Linked DNA regions of Zea mays: region 1 is linked to region 2. A link is a contact called in public Hi-C data. All regions are on one chromosome and are shown on one strand. Each heading gives the region's core, a stretch centred on a gene start, on an enhancer-like site or on the middle of the called end of the contact. The rest is flanking DNA. Distances are from core to core; before and after follow the strand shown. Region 1 holds the start of LOC103645752 (choline transporter protein 1). Region 2 holds the start of LOC100283372.

Region 1 (6,663 bases), core at 1,467-3,966, 140 kb after region 2:
CCCATACCCGTCTACCCGTGGGTAAAATATACCCGCATCGATAGCACTATAAACATCTAATAGAGTCCAACTTAGCTAGAATAAAACCCTTCTCTAGTTATCATTTGTCTAGATACCAAGTTATGTAATCATATGATTTGTTATATGTGAAATCGAAGTTGTTTTTTATGTTTATCTAATATTTTGAGTGATTGGTATATTGGAATTTAATTCTTTCCTAGCGGGTACGGGTTACCCGACGGGTAAAAGTACTCGCGCGGGTACGGGTATGGGTAAGATTTTATACCCGCGAGTATATATGGGTAACCTGACGGGTAGAATTTTTTTTGATGGGTACGGGTATGGAATGGTACTACCCGACGGGTATGTACCCATTGCCATCCCTACCGACAGCGGCGACCACCTCTGCACCGACGACTCACCAGCAGTGGCGATCACCCCAGCGTGTGCGCCATTGCGAAAAGGTCCTCGCCCCCGTCTTCCTACGGGGGGCGACAACGAGGCCATTAAAGCCAAAGAGTTGGGGGCTCGGCGGTAGGTGGCACTGATGGTCTCGCCAGCGAAGGCAACCACCTCTGCAATGGGCAGCCTCACCAGCGGCGGCGACCACCTTAGCACCGACGACAGCGGCCACCTCTGCACCGGTAGGCGGCGGCTGCCTCAGCATGCGCAAAGAGGTCCTCGCTCCCGTCCTCCCACGGGAGTGAGGACAAGACCATCCAAGAACGCGGCCGCCACCCCTTACGGCCTACGACATCTTGTACAACCCTCCGGGGCGACGTCAGAGCAGTACGATCGGCGGCGCGGGAGACGTCATGGATGTGGCGGACCTGCGCACGGCGCGACCGTCGCTCGTGCGGTGGACGGACAACCACGCCCCAACCAAACGGCAGGAGGCAGCGTCGGAGGCGGCGCCGAAGCCACCCAAGCCGAGGAACCGGGCACGCGGCAGCTGATGGCGCCTGCAACCGGCCGGCCCCGTGTACCCAAGGTTCGCCTCCTCCGCAAGGCTGGTGGACGCGCTTCTCCCCTGAATGCTGGAGGAAGAAGCGGGTCGCCAGCCCATACGGAAGGCAGGACCCTAGCTCGGCTCGCCCTCCTCCCTAGTGCGGATGATGAACATCCTTGAAGTTGAGGGCAGGGGGAGGCCACAGCCCGACTCGCTTCTCTCCACCACAAGGCTGGTGGTCATCCCTCTAGATGACCACTAGCGAGAGATTGCAGCCGAGCTGCATGATGAAAATCCTTTAAGCCGAGCGATGGCGGAACAGCGCCAACCCCCACGGGGTTGCGCTCCTCTCACAACAGCAAGAAGAAGACAAGATCGACAACACCACCATGAGCGCGAGCTCTCCGGCGGTGAGATCGCCGGAGGAGGTGGCCCTGACGTGGATCCCTCTAGAAAACACCGATGCACCTCATCTGGAGGCCTGGAAGGCGGAAGGGCGCGATGAATGCAAGAGGAGCGAGGCATGGCTACTGCCCGGGAGATCGACCCCTTTTTAAAGGCAGATTTCCCCACTCGCGCCCCGAAGCGTCACGGGCAAAGTCTCCCCTGACGTGCACCAGGGTTCCCACCCTATGACACGGGGGCCAGGCCCCACATGTCATACAAACTGGCCCGAAGCATGAAGAAGGCGAACCACCGCACAAGGAGCGTGCAACTGCCCCGTGGTTATGCACCCCTTCATTTTCGAGGCAACCAGCGGTCAAAAAGGCGAACCGCCACGCAGGAAGCGTACAAACGCCCCGCGGTTGTGCGCCCCCCTCAGTTTCGCTGCAACCAGTGGTCCAACATGGGGGCCCAGGCCCACACGTCAAGCAACAGGCGCGCCGGTTACTGGGTGCGGAAAAATCACACCGCCGCTCGCGCCAATACCACGTCTTCTCGGGGCCGTCGCGGAAGACTGAAAAGATAAGTTTTCAGAACCAGTGCAGCGACTCAAGGCATCTCATGCATGGCCCAACAGTGACATTAGGTACGAAGGCCACGGGCCAGTCAACCGTGGGAATAAGCGTGGCAGTCGGCATGACCATAGGCAGGCCGGTAGTAATTGCGTCAACAGGCGCGCAGGAGCAGCAGGCCAACCGCTAATCAGACTCTGCCCCCACCTACAGGCTCGCATCCTCCCTGAGGCGGGCCCGGGGGCCACTGTCGGTACCCTGGATCAGGGGTACCCTCTTCTATAGTATGAAGACGTTGTACACGTACGACGTCTCTAGGCCACACGGAGAACGACACCCGACCCCACCGCATGGGCAGGTCTAAGGGCACCACGTGGCAAGGAAAGATAGTACTATAGTGTAAAACAATGTTTTACATGATAACATACACAATCAAATATACACAATCTCAGGCTATTTTCAGCACCTTACCCATCCTCGTACCTATATTTAAACTCAACTAATGCAGTGAATCTAGCCACAAATATAAACACATACATCAAATACGGTATGAATCTATTAGGGAGTGTTTAATTTATAGTGATTAATTTTTAGTCCCTCTATTTTATTTTATTTTAGTCTATAAATTGCTAAATACAGAAACTAAAACTATAAATATTTACAATTTAGATGTTAAAATATAATAAAATAGAGTGAGGGACTCAGAATATAAATTATATAGTAAATTATAAATATTATTCATTTACAATTAAAAAAGAAAAAAAAATTTAACATCCAAATAAATATCCGGATCCATCTCGACCACAGTAACACGGACCGTCGTCCAAATCCATTGACTGCGGTGAGTGACTCATGAACGCGACGCTGCGGGTAGGTGGAGCGCATGTGACTGAGGGCTGAGGCGCCGTGCAGAGCAGCCGACCAGAAAGTGGCGGACCTCCTTTTCACAGGACAGGCCGGCGGCCGGGTAGGAAAAGCCCAAAACCTCTCTTCCTGCTGCCCCTCGCTGTTCGCTGCCTCCCCTCCACTCTCCACTGTTCACTCCCAGTCCCCACCAGCACCAGGCACAGATCACTCGCTTCCCCACTCGCTCACGCCAAAACCACCGCGCCGAATCCGAATCGAGTCGAGCACGAGCGAGCAAGCAAGGAGCTAGCGCACGCATCTAGGCTAGGCGAGAGCACCAAAGGAGGCGCCGCGGGTGGCGGCGGAATGGGAGGGCCCCTCGGCGCGATCATCGGCCGCTACCCGTCGGCGGCCGGCGGCGACGAGCAGCTGGGAGGCGGCGCCGGAGGCGGCATTATACGCCACGACCGCAGGTGCCGCGACATCGCCGTTCTCGTGCTCTTCGCCGCCTTCTGGGTCGCCATGATTGTCAACTCCAGCTTCGGCTTCAACCAGGGCAACCCGCTCAGGTCAGTCAGATTCGCTGCCCCCCCTCTCCCTCAAGATCTGCGCTCGATCTTCCTAGCTGAGCCTGGGTGCTGCCGGTGGTTGTGAGATGCCTCGGCGACGACTCGCTTTGAGTTTGGTCACCTCAATTTCGGCTGCTCTCATCTCTTTGAGAACTGAGAGACACACACTTTTCAAGAACTCTGCTTTTGGAGTGTGGGAGGCTCCCGAAAATTAGATCGATACCAAAATTGGGTGAAACCGCTTGTCTCTGGATTTTGTTCTTGCTCTAATAATGAAACAACAAGCAATGTTGAGGATTTACCAAAGTTGCGGATCTTGCTTGCTATGGCCTAAAGGGGTGTTTGGTATCTAGGGACTAACATTCCACTTTAGTTCGTAAATTGCTAAATATGGAAACAAAAACTCTATTTTAGTTTTTATATTTGATAATTTAGGAACTAAAATAGAATAAAATGAAACCAAACACCCCCTAAGGAATACTCCTACAATACAACGTGTACCACTTAGTTACTACTTACTAGTATGTTATTTGTAGTGTGGAGCGAATCTTTGTCTTGCTTCGTTAGTCTAACCGGATTTAGCTTTAGAGAGGCAAAAGAAAGAAGGAAAGAAAGAAAGAAAGAAGTAAAAAAAGATAGAGCCTTTACTGCTTATACTAGTATAAAGGAGCTTGTGGCCCAAGGAATTGTATCGCCTACCTAAAACCCAGCAATACAGGATACAGCTAAAAAGTTATGGTCTCATAGGCAGAAAGCAGGTGAAAGTTGGTGGTCATATATTCTCTCAAAGGCAGAAAGCAGGTGAAAGCCCGGCCTGATAAGGGCTTGTTCGGTTAGCTCTAAATCCATGTGGATTGAGTGAGTTTAAATCCCAAGCAAGTCAAAGTTCTTCTAAATTTTTTCCAATCCCATCCAATACATGTATGATGGGAATAACCGAACAAGGCCTAAACAATGTGTTTTTAGGGATAAAATCCAGTGTTGTGGATCTTCTTGAGTATTCATACAACCAGTATGCTGTCACCAGTCACCATTTTACCACCATTACATGTTTCTTATGCAGCAGTTGTGTTTTAGGTCCAGATGCTGATGCTATTTTCTAGTTGCTTGTGCTGTCTTTGTCCATGCAACCAACTGTTGTTGATGTCTGGTTGGTTGTTGGAGTTCCCGCTCCATCAGTTAAGATTTATATTTAGCTGAAAGCAGCTCCAAGCACTATCAAACAGACTGACTGGCTGTAATGGAAGATTGATCGATATTGTTAATTTCTGCATCTACGGCAGTTTAACAAAAGATAACATCCTGTGCTATGACCACACAGGCTGACTTATGAACTGGACTACAAAGGGAACGTTTGTGGCGATAAGCATGGCAACCCAAATTTGCAGGAGCTGGATGTTAGATACTGGATGAATCCGAATCAAGTCTACCAAAGTGGACTCAAGAACAGCAAGGTTAACCTGGCTGATGCCAAAGCCATCTGCCTGATGGAGTGCCCAAATCCAGCTGTAGATGGATTGAACTATATTTGTGATTATCCAGAAGGGAACATAGACCTCTCTGTTGATGATTGGATCAATAGGGACTATGACTATTATGAGTTTCTCACACCAGACATGAAGAATAGCTCACTTCAACTCCAGGGTCCATGCTACCCTATAATATTTCCAACTGTAAATGGTAATATTAATCCTGCCGTCATTTTAAAAGTTATAAGGGTTAGATAGAGTGGCATGACTTATTTATTCTGTAAATTCATACTGTAACCGTGAGATAAGCATTTCAATTTTCTTCCCCTTTAGTCTATTGGAGCTGCCAATTTATTGCACGTGCATCCAATGTTTCTTTGAAGCACTGGCATGAGACGGGTGGTGTCAGCATTGATGAAAATATCCTCATTGATAAAACAGTGCACAAGGCCATCGATTCTAGATCTGCTGTATTAAAGGTTTGTAAACTTTTTGGTATATTTTTCTTGCCTGCCTAATCATTTTTATCTTCACAAAGCGTTCCTGTTTTGTATGGCATCAAATGACAAATGGTTCATCCTGAATTTGCTTTAAACTACACATGTCAAATTCCTGCTCAACTCAAGATTGATAACTATTCTGTTGCATTTAAAGAAAATCCTGCTGCGGCCTAATGTATATAGCATGTTACATACTTCAATTGGTTTATCCTCTACTGCAGAGATATATTGCAGACATTGGGAAGTCCTGGCCTGTGTTCATCGTTTGTGGTGGAATTCTCCCTGTTTTCCTGTCAGTTATCTGGTTGCTTATGATTCGTTATTTCGTTGCTGCCATGACTTGGATTACAGTAGTCCTCTTCAATGCCCTTGTTATATCTGTAACGATGTTCTTTTACATCAAAGGTATGATTCACTGCTCCACTTCCTAGTTACAAGGTATTTATTCACAAAGAAAGCTTTTTGCACACATACCTAATCCATGGTTCACTTCCTGCAACTGCTGCATCAAACATTCAGCTGGCTGGATAGGCAATGACCCCTTAACTGTTGTCATTGGTGAAAGTGATCCATATGTTCACATAAGTGGACGGGTAAGTATCTCCATCTGAATCAATCTGTTGCAAGACATATCTGCTTCTGCTTGAAATCTTATAGTCCATCTTCTTGCCAGGAAATAAGTCACCTTCATACTATTACAATCCTAATGACAGCAGTAATGATCATTGCTTTCCTGTCCTCAATAGCTATTGTCCGCCGTATACTGATAGCAACACCTGTCTTAAAGGTAAGCAAAATCGTTGGATACATGACAAGTATTGCATAGGGGCATTAATAATCACCTCTATATTTCGAATGTGATAGCTGATAGCTCCTACCAATAACCATTACACATGGCTTCAGGTTGCTGCAAAGGTCATTGGTGAAGTTCAGGCACTGATAGCTTTTCCACTTTTGCCGTGCCTGATCCTTTCTATCTTGTATATGTTCTGGTTTTCTGCTACACTCCATCTCTTCAGCTCTGGTCAAGTTGTCCGAAATGATTGCAATACTGATTGTTGTTCATATGATCTGAAGCTGGGAAAAGTAAATTGTGACAACTGCTGTGGGTACAGCATCCATTACACCCCTCATATCAGCATTGCCATTCTATTTCACTTATTTGGTTGCTACTGGGCGACTCAATTCATTCTCGCATGCTCTTCAACTGTGGTTGCGGGATCAGTTGCTTCATACTACTGGGCGCGTGGTGAAATATCAGTAAGCACCTGGAAGTCTGAAATATACTGAATTGCTTCACATAAAAATTCTCCCTGCTTAGTTAGTTTTTTTTTGCCGTTTTAGTCTATGTATATTCTCCCTTGCTGATCACTC
Region 2 (5,852 bases), core at 1,095-3,594:
GCAAAACCAATGTTAATACACAAGTTACAATGTTTGCAACATCTGCTTTCTTGGATGGCACACTAACTAAAAGTCATCCACATGTAAATAGAGGCAATGAATCTAGTATAGGACTGCCTGCACAACTTTCGAAATCATCGTCCAGCGACTAGTTAAGAAGCTCCTTGGTACAGAACGCGTCTTTTCATTGTTGCAAATAGGGCATCAGGCAGCATCGCTGGGGAGAACGAGGGCAGTGCACCATCCTGAAAGATAAATAGATAATCAGCTCACTGCTCACACATGCGTAGTTTAAGAAGCAGGTCCAAGTACAGGAGACACTTCAAAGTTGGTACCTATAAACACCCTAAACCGAATATCTATGCGCTTAGCTGCAACGGCGGAACAAACCATATGCACGGAATATCATGTCTTTACTGATCTAAGAGAAGTAAGCTTTGGCCCTTGAAGAACACTACAGAACTACCGCACCACTGAAAACACATCTCAAGTAAGATAAAAAATGCAATGATGAGTCATACCTATTGTACCATCATACATTCATACATGTGATCCCTACTCCAGAAATTCTTCCATAAGACCCTGTAGTAAGCTCGCATCATATTATCACCAAAGGGGACAGTGATACAAGGTCATCACAAAGAAACAGAGAGCAAACCTGTGATATAAACTGTTCAGCGTCTGTGCGCCTTAGGAAATGGAGTGAGTTCTTGGTCAATGACACAGAATGGTCACCGAGCGATACTTCACCAATGTCCTCCAGCACCCGAACCTGAATGTAAGGATCCTTGGGAGGAACCATGTCCTGTAATAAAAGGTATAAGGAGTCTGGGATTTCATCCCTAAGAAAGCATAAGAAATAGAAAAAGGGGAAAAAACTCCGTACCACTGTCAAATCTATATCCATCTCTGATATGTATGATTTAATGGCTGCAGAGTGGTTCTTGAAGTACTCCTTTTCTGAGAAATGGAGCTTTTCTTGTATGTCATGAGGAAGCACAGGGCCAATTTTCCATCTAAAACTCTGGATAACTTCTGCTCGGTTGTACCTGTTTGGATGTAATTCTTTCAGCTTCAGTACACACGAATTCAATTTTAATCATGTATTATCAGCATAAAACAGAAAGTTAGCTCAGCTGTGAACTTTTAGTTTTGTACATGTAAGCCATAAGGCATCTTTTGTTACGGAGCAGGGAAAGATGGTGGATAGCTGCACCATAGTGATCTTCATTTCTAGTTGTCTCGATATCTAAGTTTTGCTCCACCATTTTCCTGTACTAAACCAGGCCTAGTCAGTAAACTGTGCATTTGAAACGCCTATCAATCAGGGTAAATTTGAATCAAGATGGTCAGCAACCCAACATTCTAGTAGGGTAAAATTTACCTGATCAACGATTGAAATTGTGAGTTGTGCTCATTGCACTCTCTAATCACTTGATCAAACACGTCACTCTGCACATTTCAGAGATTGCATGTTATGTACCAAAGAAACTAAAAAGGAACTGTGGCTATCAAAGTCACGCTGCCTCTGACAATGGAAAAGTAGTACGTATAAAATATTTCGAACCATTTTAGGTTTTCTGGCACTATATAATGACAAAGTAGTACCCACATGGTAAAAATATGATTATGAATTAATGAAACATGTAGTGATCTTTTTTTATCTAAATTCATATGTATGGGTAGGGTTTAACTTGATAGAGAATTAAACCAGGTCCCATATGATTTTTTTCCAAATCTAGATGGCACGTACTAACTAACATGTTTAGAAGGGAGAAGAATTTAAAAGGCACACAATTGCAGGCACATCTGTCAGCCAAACCAACAATATTTGATCTGACGGTTTATGATTTTTGAGGTGCTACCAGACTACCACGGAAGTAAAGTAAAACTTTCAACTGAGGATATAGGAGTTTTTCGACACTCAATTCACCCATCGAACACAGAACACATCAGATAATACAAAATTGCGGCTTGTAATAGACATAAACGAGATACAAGCAGCATTCCCTATGATTCCAAATTCGTAACCACAAGTGAGTACAGAAGCTGGAATTACGTTGAATGGCACGAGCTGGCCAGCCTCAGAGGAGTCGATCTCCTTCAGCAGCTGCGATGCACGCCTCCCGTACATTATCCTCTTGAGCCCACAATGGCACTTCTGTATTCCAGAGCTGAGAAGCAGAAAATGTTGAATCCAAAAGGCGAGAAGTCCACAATCACGTGAACTAAATTTATACTATCCTGGCGCCTTAGTCTCTGGGCAAGGCGAGGCACGGCGGCGGCGCGCAGGGAGAGAGGAGAGGAAGAGAGAGGCGAGGGCGGGAGACTGGGAGGCACGCGGCGGCTGAGAGGCGAGCGGCGAGAGACTGGGAGACAGGAGAGGCAGTTAGGTTTAACGTGTTGGGCTGATTGGGCTTGTGGTTTTTTTTCCTTTTTCTCCATATCTTTTTTAGGGTTTTTTTCTTTTTCCTTTTCCCTGTTTCTCTACTCTATAACTACAAGGCTTCTGCGAGGCTAAAATAGGTATAAGAGCATCTCAAATGACTCTTCATTTTTAACTCTTTATTTAACTATTTATTTAACTTATCATAAATATTACATTCTATATGTAGCATCTCTCAGTCCAACACAATATATATCTAGTTTGGCTAGTCAAAGTGGCTAGCCAAGTACCAGTGAAGAAGCCAATTTGAAAAGTCAGATAGATTGGTGAGTCTGATAACTAGTTTGTTGGATAGTTATTTCGTTGTTTAGTAAATCAATAGCCAAAATTTGGCTTGACAGACCATTTAGCTAGTCGTTTAGAGATGCTCTAACTGATCCCAATATTCCTGAATATTTAATTTAGGAAAAATAAAATAAAACAACCCTCCAATAGATCCTATTTATTGACCCCATCTTCCCGCGTGCGAAAAAACTATCCTTCCGTGCGCAACTTTCCGCACGCCCTTGTTCTCCCAATCCTATCCGTCGTCGCTGCCGCTCCTCCTATGCCTCAGCTGGTCCCACTCCTCGTCGTCACGCGTCCTCTCCCCCGCTGACCGAAGGCCCCCTGCCCATCGCTGCAAAAATGGCTTCGACCGCCACCAAGGACAATGTTTACATCGACGACCACTGGCACGGGTTGCAGGCGTTCGATGACACCAAGTTGGGGGCGAAAAGCCTGGTAGACTATGGTTTCGAGTCTGTCCCGTCCATCTTCCACCACGACATCATTTCTTTGTCGCCTCTGTTGTCCTCTCTGCAGCATGCCCAAGGAGCTCATGTGTCGGCATGCTCTGCAGGGTGTGCTATTTCAACGAGGGCCCATGGAGGCAAAGCAGGCGCTCTACACCAAGAACCTGGCTGATGTAGTGGTGTGGGATCTCCGGGCATGGCAGTGGGGTGAAGCGCATAAGAACAAAATCGATCCAAATCTACAATCACGAATGGAAGCTATGTCATGAGTAGTTATCTCGACAGGAGGTTGTGTCCATGATTAGTATTATTACTAGTTAGTTGCACGTACGTTGCAACGACACATAGATTATCATTTGATAAAATGTTAGTGCACAATATGCCTAGAGCATACAGGAGAAATAGAAACACGAAGAAAAAATTGCATGATTATCAACACCAATCACTTTAGATTGGGGCTATTAGAAGTAAGAATGCCAAACACTAAACCTTTTATCATTGATTCAGTCAAATCTGCAGAAAAACTGCTCATGTCCATTACTTAAGTGACAAGTAGTACGATCAAATGAAATCTAGAATGAATAAGAAAATCTTGAGTGGTTCATCTATTAACCTTCCATAACTGCATTACGTACTTCGTCAGCTGAAACACTCAATCCTTTTTGTCGTCAACATCTTTCTTGTCAGTAGAACGATAACCAAAGCTCTAGATCATGTCTTCATTAAACCTATCGATCAAATAGTAATTGGAAGAGTTAGCATCACTAATTCACCTGATGTAAATCAGTGATAGAAGAGTTAGCATCACCCTAGTGGTCTATTCGAAGGCGCAAGCTCCTCCATCAGTTGTTGCATTTTGTACTGTAGCATTGCTGGAGCTTAGTCCAAAGGAGGTTCCCCTACGCAACGTATTGATTGATGAGGTTAGCAGTTCCACACACTGAGATAACTATCTCTACTTCAATTTCAAAATTGGGTGAGTAACTGATGGTGATGACAATTGATCATGGAACTCAAGCCACTTTGCCATCCGTGCATACTCGCTCCTCCTTTGCTTTATAGTGAACATTTTTTCGAGTGCTTGGGGGCAAATTAGAATTCGAACAATAGACTGGGAGGGTGTTCCTGACAGCAATTTCGATTAATCGATTATAGGAACACTTGGATGACAGTGATTTAGTAACAAACATCAACAATGTTACCACACAAAATAGGCTTATGAACAGTAAAAGGAACCTACCTTGCCCATTTTTGCTTTCAACATTTGCCGCTATGGTCCATGAAAACAAGAGCAATTTCAGTCTAGTTAAACAATGCAGCCTGCAATTAATTAAAGGGAAATAAACCACATTGTGCAAACTGCCTATGATAGAAGCAAAGGGGGACTTAAATACTATGGAGATATATAATACAGGCCTGTCGAACAAGTAAACAACTAAATCATAGAACAGTTACTAATTTGCATATGTGTTCCTTCAGATATTCTATTCAGACTTTTGAAGAAATGTAATGAACATTCAGACTTTTTTGGAACAATTACTAATGAGCATGTGTCCCTTTCCAGTAAGTTTTGTGTACAAAAGGATTGAGTTGCTCTCGATCATGTCCTCATTAAACCCATCACCTACGATCGCGCCGACAACCCGAAGCATATCCCCCGACCCGGATGATACCCACTCATTGTCGGTCCCATCATGGGGTCGGTACGACTTACGAAGGTGTTGATGGATGGAGGAACGGGCTCAACATCCTTTACCCTGCTACGCTCGACGTCATGGGCTTAGACCAGGCCACCTCCGACCAACGGGAGGACCCTTTCACGAGGTCATCCTGGGAAAGCGGGTGACCCCGCTCGAGCGAATTGACCTCCCGGTTACAACCTTCCGGACGCTGACCAACTTCAGGACTGAGACCCTCACTTCGAAGTGGTCGGATTTCAAGGGACATGTCACGCCATTCTTGGGCGAGCTTGTTACGCGAAGATCATGGCCATCCCCAACTACACTTACCAGAAGCCCAAAATGTCGGGCCCCATAGGCACCATCATTATGGGCACCATGGTACGCCACGCGTACGAATGCGAGGTCAAGTGATGCGACCTAACTAAGGGAACCACCACCAAGCAGGAGCTCTTGGGGATATTGCAGGCCACGGACGAACAACCGCACGACGTGAAAAGGATCGGTCCGACCTTCAAACCAGTGAACGATGTAAAGAAGATACCCTTGGACCCTAAGTGCACTGATATGTGGATGGTACGTACCGGCTCTAGCCTTCCTCCAAAATAGGAAAGCGCGCTCGTCGACTTTCTCCGTACAGAAAAGATTTTTTTGTCTAGAAACCCTTTGACATGAAGGGCATCCCGAGGGAAGTCACTGAGCACTCCATACGAATAAACCCTGGGTCAAATCTGAAAGGAAAATAGGGTTTAACCTTTTCCTATAAATAATTTTGGTGGTTGAATGCCCAACACAAATATTGGACTAACTAGTTTGTTATAGAATACATGTTCTACAGGTGCATAAAGGTTCAACACAAACCAATAAAAGATTGAAGAAAGGGTTCAAAAACAAAGGAGCAAAAAACCAAGAGCGCCCTGGTTTGGCGCACCGGACTGTCCGGTGTGCCACCGGACAGTGTCCGGTGCACCAGGACCGTACAACGTCCAACTC

The links. Hi-C and Micro-C count contacts between places; a contact is called where the count stands out from the background.
Region 1: a contact with region 2 is called in a Hi-C map of bundle sheath, with 2.2 times the contacts expected there. The contact joins the promoter of LOC103645752 here to the promoter of LOC100283372 in region 2. A contact is called at or near these places in 12 of 25 Hi-C or Micro-C datasets (bundle sheath, ear, endosperm and 5 more) and 1 of 3 datasets of contacts at active chromatin or transcription factors (seedling).

What each region holds. Positions count from the first base shown.
Region 1 is chr2:1,519,272-1,525,934 of Zm-B73-REFERENCE-NAM-5.0, forward strand. It overlaps LOC103645752 (choline transporter protein 1), which reads left to right and starts at 2,717. Exons shown (of 10, transcript XM_008670454.3): 1 at 2,717-3,320; 2 at 4,642-5,000; 3 at 5,123-5,268; 4 at 5,511-5,694; 5 at 5,809-5,882; 6 at 5,963-6,076; 7 at 6,193-6,549. The coding sequence starts at 3,118.
Region 2 is chr2:1,375,013-1,380,864 of Zm-B73-REFERENCE-NAM-5.0, forward strand. LOC100283372 reads right to left here and starts at 2,345. Exons shown (of 7, transcript NM_001369661.1): 1 at 2,060-2,345; 2 at 1,385-1,452; 3 at 1,159-1,272; 4 at 887-1,049; 5 at 659-805; 6 at 522-582; 7 at 1-245. The coding sequence starts at 2,134. The coding sequence ends at 556.